2 separate regions of the Mus musculus genome follow, and region 1 is linked to region 2. The links are chromatin contacts, called in public HiChIP or PLAC-seq maps. All regions are on one chromosome and are shown on one strand. The core of a region is the stretch at or near the end of the contact, and the rest is flanking DNA. Distances in the headings are between cores, read along the strand shown. Region 1 has its middle 9.7 kb from the start of Vgll4. Region 2 overlaps Hrh1 (histamine receptor H1).

Evidence for each region. HiChIP or PLAC-seq counts read pairs in DNA pulled down with a chosen protein or histone mark.
Region 1: a FOXA1 HiChIP or PLAC-seq map of pancreatic cancer cells shows a contact between it and region 2. The contact joins two enhancer-like sites. A contact is called at or near these places in 3 of 115 datasets of contacts at active chromatin or transcription factors (large pre-B cells, pancreatic cancer cells and pro-B cells).

What each region holds. Positions count from the first base shown.
Region 1 is chr6:114,929,561-114,933,409 of GRCm38.p6, forward strand. It overlaps a transcript of Vgll4 not described here. Among named protein-coding and RNA genes, the nearest start is that of Vgll4, 9.7 kb to the left of the region's middle. Within about 2 kb of position 2,366, at least 123 of the 459 cell types and tissues checked have an H3K27ac peak or open chromatin away from gene starts, as enhancers often do. A contact at or near this core is called in pancreatic cancer cells, where this site is marked.
Region 2 is chr6:114,419,538-114,423,245 of GRCm38.p6, forward strand. All of the region lies in intron 1 of Hrh1 (histamine receptor H1), which reads left to right. Among named protein-coding and RNA genes, the nearest start is that of Hrh1, 23 kb to the left of the region's middle. Within about 2 kb of position 2,319, at least 26 of the 459 cell types and tissues checked have an H3K27ac peak or open chromatin away from gene starts, as enhancers often do. A contact at or near this core is called in pancreatic cancer cells, where this site is marked.

The DNA.
Region 1 (3,849 bases), core at 1,116-3,615, 510 kb after region 2:
CCAGTGTCCAGAAATGTCCAGTTCTCAAGAAGTGGAGGATTTCACCCCAGATCTCACATGTGGGCTCCCAGCACAGGGGAGCAAGCTCTTACCATAGTGGCCTCATAGGTAGCCACAAGTCTAGAATCATCTCACAGCTAAGTGACACATGAGATAGCCTTGGAAACACAGTAGGTCTCCTGTGCCCCCATACTACCATCAGTGCTGGAGATGCTAGAGCATACTAGGCAAGCACTCCTCACTGAGCCACACTCCCTAACCTAGAGGTTCTGAGCAGATTTTGAAAACCATAACGGCTGTAGCCCTGGTAAGGAAAGCCGACTCTTCAGAAAGAGCAATCAGGGTGCATAGAAGACTGAGCCCAGAAGGACAAACAGGAGGAGGATGCAAAGGACACTGCAGGCGGCACCAGAGGCAGAAAGCAGGACACTCTGCCTGCTTTCTATCTAAGGGGACAGAGGCTTCCTGGTAAAGGAGCCCTAAACGTAGGAAAGATTGGGCTTACAGCCCGGCTCTGACACTTGATCAAGTAACTGCACAACTGCTGACTTCCGGGTATGTAAATGAGCATGGCAGAACCCCGCCCCCCAATCATGCAGGGCTACCTAGGGCCAGACCGGTGAATTCAGAGCTAGGGCTTCTTGCACAATGGTTTCCTCATGTTCCATAAAGGATGCCAAGTCTGTTAGGGTGATAGGCCTGCCCTGCCCCCAGCCCCAAAGAACTGCAAACAGAACCAGCCATAAAAAAGGGGGAGAAAAGAGCGGGAACAAAGGTCTTGCCACTGCCCGTTTAACGGCTTCCTTAACACCCAGGTGGCGTTAACCCTCAGGTTGATTGCTCAGAAAAATGTAAGATTACTGCTCCGAAAAGCTGCCAGCTATCCAGGACTCATATGGATCACCCATCTGTCACTTAAGTAGACAGTAGTAATGGAAGATACACCTCCCTTCATGACTTCCTTCTGGCACAGCCTCTCCTCCTCTCTCTACTCCTCTGAAAAGTCCCCTGTAGACTCGGGTACAGAACAGCAGGTTCCCTCCCATTGGCACCCTACCTGCACCTGTCTAAAACCCAAATTCTGGGAACTCCTCTTTCTCCTGAGCCTCTTGTCCCCACCAGCACCCAGGTGGGATCCCGACACACAACGCTGGTGCATAGAACAGCGGTGTCCGCCACCTTCTGCTGGGTTACATAGTTTTTCTTACCACAGGAGCACGTTAGCACTCTGCTCTCCTTACAAACCAAGAAAGACAGAGAGAAAAACAGACAGGCCAAGAGACAGTGCCAAGAGAGTATTGATCATAGCAGACACAGGATGCTGGCTTGCACTCCTGGTAGGTTAGCTCTGCAGCCATAGTTTGCCGTCAGCTGCAAGTTCTGTGTCCTTCTGAAGGGCACACCGAGTGACACATGGCTACCTGGGATGAAGGACTGGTTGCACACATATCTGGATGAGGCCAGTCCCGGGAACAGTGGCCATAAGGGACTTCACTAACCCAAGTTTCAGGGAAGATCCTGTTAGTTGTGAATGTCTCTACCGTCCACTCTGTCTGAAATGGTTTCTCTAGGATCCCAGCTACAGTGTCCCTGTATAAGCATTCCCATTGTACCCAATGCCCAAGAAAACGATAACCCCAATGCTTCCAATTCACATTACACCCAGATAAAAGCTCCCCCCACCCCCTCTTCTGTAAAGCACGTGGTAAGGAAGGGGGGAGAGAAAGCTCTGCCTGTGTGGGCAAGCTCAGGGCATCCCCTCCCCAAAGCGGTAACCAAGCCGCCAAATTTAGACACAGCTGCCACCGAAGCCCTAGGTTACAGTTTCTAGCTTGGCTCTGGAAACACCAAGAAGGGGGTTACCCTCCCCCACCCCCGTGTCCTCCCAGGGAAGGCTGACACATACAGCAACCATTTCCCTCCAATCGCTGAGCCAGGAGCACCCTTCCACACCCTCGGCAGATCACGGCTGCGTGCCTGCTTTCAGTAGCATGACTAATTAAGACGAAAATAAAAACAAAAACGGGTGCCAGTTCAATATGCCAGGAAGGCCGCGGAGAACGAGAAGGCGGGAATTCGGTCTGGATCTTTCACTTTATTGGCCTGGCGTGTGGCCAAGGACTCTTCATCAAAGAGAAAACTCGAGTCCCTCCGTTTCCCCCTTATGAATGCACATTTAATGTTCAACAAGAAAGTGAGCTTGGGTGAGCAAGGTGGTCAAAGTACCCTCATGAAATGTGCAACAGCCTGCTGTGTACATGAACGTAGCTTAAAAGTTCAAAGTCGGGCAAACACCTAGTCTATTAGGTGTTCTATCAGACAGGAGGAGGTAGCTGAGTCCAGCAGCAAGATCACAGCACGCGGACACCTGACCCTGCCTGCATGCCTTGGTCACAAACTCACCCTAAACAGGATCAAGCTACACACGAGACTCTGGACCGTACTAAGCCTAGGGCACAGACAATTTTCATGTTTTCAAGGGCTGTGTGCCGACTTTGGTGTCCCGAAGCACGGCAGGGAAGACATGACAGGGTTAGGGCCTGTGGACAGAGAGAAGCTGCCTCCACTCTGGCTCTGCAGAGCGAGAGAAGAAAATTCCCACCTCACTGGCCTGGAAGCTTTTAGGGTCTGGACAGAAAGAATGCAAAGCCTGTGTTACAAGAACTACAAACACACACTAAAGGGCCAGGGAGGGAGAAGGCCTACTTTGTGCAGGGACTTGGGTGTGGATTTCATAAATAAAATGGCACTTGTCCAAGACCTTAACAGACTTGCAGAGCGGGTTAAGGAGCACGTCTTTGGAGATGGAGCGCCTCATCAATGAAGCACGTATGCTAACTCACAGTCCTCTCCCAGGAAGCTGGGTGAGTGGGTTAGCAAGCATTACTGAGAACCCAGGGCTGGTGGCAGACACACAGACAGCCTGGACTACAGAGACCTCATCTCAATAAAAGCCACAGAGGGGGGCTGAAGAGAAGGCTTGTGGTTAAGAGCATACATGTCCTGAGTTCAATTCCCAGCAACCACATCATGGCTCACAACCATCTGTGACAGGATTTGATTTCCTCTTCTGGTATGCATGAAGACAGAACACGTGTGTGTGTGTGTGTGTGTGTGTGTGTGTGTGTGTGTGTGTGTGTGTGTGTGTGTGGTTACTGAAAGCACAAAGGTAGCCCCAAAGGTCCAGTGCTGGAGGTGAGAATGAATGGACCCTATGAGGATATGGGCTCAGGTATGTAACATCCTCCCTCCAGCTCTAGAAAATGAAGATAATACCTGACTAGGCCATTCTCCCTTGATGCCACCAGTGTTTCACAGCATCTAAAACAACCTGCTGTAACCCTGAAGGTTTTAACTCCCAGGTAGCAAGCTGGGGTCCCGGCCAGGCTGTTTGCCCCAAAGTACTGCCCGCCCAGTGTTGATGGCAGCAGACCCCACAATGCCAGGCACCCTGCTCTCTACTCCTGCCTGTCACTCTCAGGCCACTTCCCTCAGTGCCTCAGTATGCTCTCCTGCAACTGTTCACACTAGTTTCAAATTCTGAGTTAACCATGCAGGTGTCTGCATGTCTCCATCTCAGAGGGTCCTTCTGTGCAACTGCTATTTTTAGCTAGTTATTTAGTTAGTTAGTTATGTATTTATTAAAGAGGAAGCGTAGGGCTGAAGAGATGACTCAGTTAAGAGCAATTGTTGCGCTTGGGGAAGACCTGGGTTTGGTTCTCAGAACCCACATGGCAGCTCACAACTGTGTGTAACTCCAGTTCTAGGGGATGTGACACTCTCTTCTAACCTCCTCAGACACCAGACACACGTGTGGTGCACACACATACACGGAGGCAAAATACTCAT
Region 2 (3,708 bases), core at 1,069-3,568:
TCCAGCGACACAGCCCAAGCCACACCCAGGCTTCCTGCCAATCACACAAGAGCTAGCTCAGACGTTCTGAGCAGGTTAAAATATGCAGCAGGTTTGTGGCTTCACGGAAATAGAATTGGGCTTCTGGACTCAGAAACTACAAGCTGATAGTTCTACCTACATCATGGCCAGGAAACATTGGGGAACACGCAGTTCCTTGTAATGTAGAGATTCACTGGGGGTCATATGCAACCCCCTCATCATTGTGGCAATTCAGAATATCTCCTCTGGCCATTTACAGACCTCTAGAGAAGGCATGGAGTCCCACACCCTTGAAACCCACTCTGAGGTTCACAGAGGGATGAACGAGCAGTGGTGCTCACCCTGCGGCTATGCTCCCTTCCCTGAGCTCAGGTCCTCTTTGGGCTGGGAAAGGAAAAGAGGCCTGAGTGTCTGCCTGCCCCTGGGCCCGAGGCCATGAATGTAGTAATACTGCCTTAATTCTTACAGGGCCAGCTAGCTTGAAAGGGATGTAGCTGGGTGTGGCAGCTCATGCCCAAGATCCTAACACTTCAAGAGACTTAAGCATCACTATGAGTTCGAGGCCAGACAGTGAGACGAGAGCCAATGTGATAGTGACCCATTATCCTGAGCATAATTAGGGGTCATAGTCCTAGTCCTACTGTGTAATGCTAAGTAACTTTGGAATGACAGGTTTCTCGCTCCTTTGCTAGCAAGCTTCCCTGCACCCCTCAATACCTGACTTAAATGTCATGTCACTTGTGAATGGTCCCCAGCTTCTTTAAGCTCCTTCAGAGAGCCCTCTCTTAATAGATCACTTGGTCAGGATTCAGCCTGGGGAATTGTGAGTCCCAACTTCATTCTAAACGCACTCACTGTCCTTAGATCAAGTCTATAGAACCCTTTCTACTCAGCAGCTGTTTTAAGGGGCAGTTCACACACCCAACTACTCATCCATTTGAAGTGCGTGATGTGGTGGTTTTCAGCTTATTCGTAGTGATACGTGACTTTAAACACAGTCTAATTTAGAGTGTTTTCATCACCCCCCACCCCTGCAAAGCAAGCTCCCACCTACTATAGCCGTACCTACCCCCTGTACCACACCACTCCACCCTTTCTGTGGCAGCTGCCGACCAGTGCCGGTCATCCAGACAGATCTGCCTGCTCTGAATGCTTCACGTAAGCAGAGTCACTCGACATTAGGTGCTTTGTGACCTGTGCCTTCAGCCACTTGGCCCAGCGTTCTATTTTATTATTTATTTTAACCTGTATCCATCTATTTTCATCTCTCTCAGTTCCATGCTTAATATGCAATGTACTTTGATCATTTTCTCCGTTATCTCCCCCCTGAGCCCCCTCTCACTCCAAGTCTATTTCGTCTCCGAAGTGTTTAGCTAGAGTTGCCTGCATGTACCTGGGTGGGTCGGGGGAGGGTCATTTACCCAAGGAAGGGCAAGCTACCTATGGCTACACCACCAGAATGATACTCCACCCCAAGTAACCATTAGCTGCCAGTCAGTTCTCAGGGAGGGCTGGGCCTTATAAACTCATCCCTGCTCATAACTGAATGTTGATGGATTTAGTTTTGTGCATGTCTTAGCACCATGTTCTGGAGGCTCAGCCCTTATGGCAGTGGCTATTAACCTGTGGGTCACAACCCCTTTGGAGTCACATATCAGATATTTGCATTATGATTCATAACTGTGTCTGGCATCTGTCTCTCTGCTGCCACTCCCTGTATCCCAGGACACACCCAGTCTTGGGAAATCCCAATGAGAACTTCTTCCCTCTCTTTTCCTCTCAATGCTCATCACTGCTCTTTGATTGGAAATTCTGGGAACTGTGGAGGAAACCTGAGGAAGATGGAAGGCCCACCCCACTCCTGCATCCCTGATGTTCCCATCCTGAGACACTGTTTCCATTCATCAGAAAGCTCTGGTGCCATCATGTCCAGCCCAGCCCACCTTTGCAAAGTGACGAGGCAGGGAGGCTGAGTGAGCAGAGCCCTGGGTCTGAGGGTCTGTTGGGTCTGTAGCAGAAGTTATGGAGATCGGCATGTCTGCACTCCCATGATGGACTGGGGAGGGCTGGCATGATTCCAAAGTGACCTTCAGGCAGAAGCAGGATACTGGGTAGTGTCTGAAGTGGGAGCTGCCCCAGGTTGCAGGGAAGGTGCACTCAGGCTGAGGACTTTTGAGCTTTCAGCTCTGCCTGGGGTCTAGACTTACCTGTACCCAGAGTTCCAGACACAGATGGAGAGAAACTTAGGCTGGACCAACCCAGAGGCACATTTGTTTGTGTATGCGCGTGAATGCATGATCCTCCCTCATCTGACTCACAGGGCTTCCTAGGTACTCTGCCCCTCTTCCTGTGCTCAGGGCTAAAGAATTCAAAGATCTTCTGATGAAACCAAGGAAACATACCCACCCTGAAGCCCAGGGAGTCTGAGAGGTGTCAATGGCTCTTGCGTTTCCCAGAGCTAGCATGTCTCTGGATAATCTTGGATGGGTCCTAGGGTATAGGTGCTGCTGCCTGGTCTGCAGGGGCCTCACAGTGAGGGTACAGCCAAACTCTTGTCTGGATGCTGAAATGAACAGACACTTGACACTCACTAGGTTAGACCCTGGAGTGCAGACTGGGATGCAGAGATTAGAACATGAAGAACTGGGGTGCAGCTCAATGACAGAGCTGTTGCCTAGTGTGTTCTACCTCGGCATAAGAGTGCAGTTCCATGAAGCATGCTTGCTGGCCAGCACTGCTACCTATACATGCTGCATCACATGCACAAACTCCGCAGTCCCCACACAACCTACACGTCAGGTACTGCTATTGTCCCCATTGTACAGATGAAGAAATTGAGGCACAGAGAGACTGAGCAACTTTTTCCAAGTCACACAGCTCAGAGGCAGCACCAGTTTACTCTAAACATGAACTGTTTGGTTCTGCTGAGTGTCACCCCTTTTTCCTAAACAGGTAAATAAAGTGCTTCCTGCCCTGTCCATACCTGGGTATGAACATGACCTTTCCCTACATGGGTACACATTATTCCCAGAACAAGAACCCGTTTCCATGGAGTCAGGCATGAATAGTAAGAGGGGGGAATGTTTCCCAGTGAGCCCAGGTCACAGTCTCCAATTGGACTTACTGGGACAGACCAACTGTCAGGGGACTTCTCCCTGGGACTTCTGACATTGCTTTTCAGTTGCACTGAGTTTTTAATCCAAGGAAACAGTGCTCACTAAAGAATCAAACGAGACAACACTTGCAACAGATGGCCGGTACTCCCTGCATACCCACCTCAGATATCTATCCTGGGGGTCATGAAAACAGTCTAGTGCCTGGGCCTGAGGACGTCCCGGGCATCCCAGAGGCTCAGCAGAGAGAGCAGAGTCCCGGATACAGTGCCAGGATGTGCACTAGCGAGTCTCTATGCATCACCGGCCCAGGCAGTATCAATCAGGTTCTGTCTCACCAGCCACCTCCTCCAGGAAGCTTTCCCTAGTTCTTCAAAGGAGTTAGCAGCTTCATTTCCAACCCTCACCACACCGGGCACTGCAGGCGATGTGTGTACTGGGGCCTTTGGAGCAAATACTGTCTTATCTGCCTCGCTGTCCCTGGCACCTGCTGTGTACCTCCTGGATGTGAAGCTGGTACCGCAAGAGTTGTTCACTGAATACTAAGAGTAACAGATGGACACGTAGCTCTGGC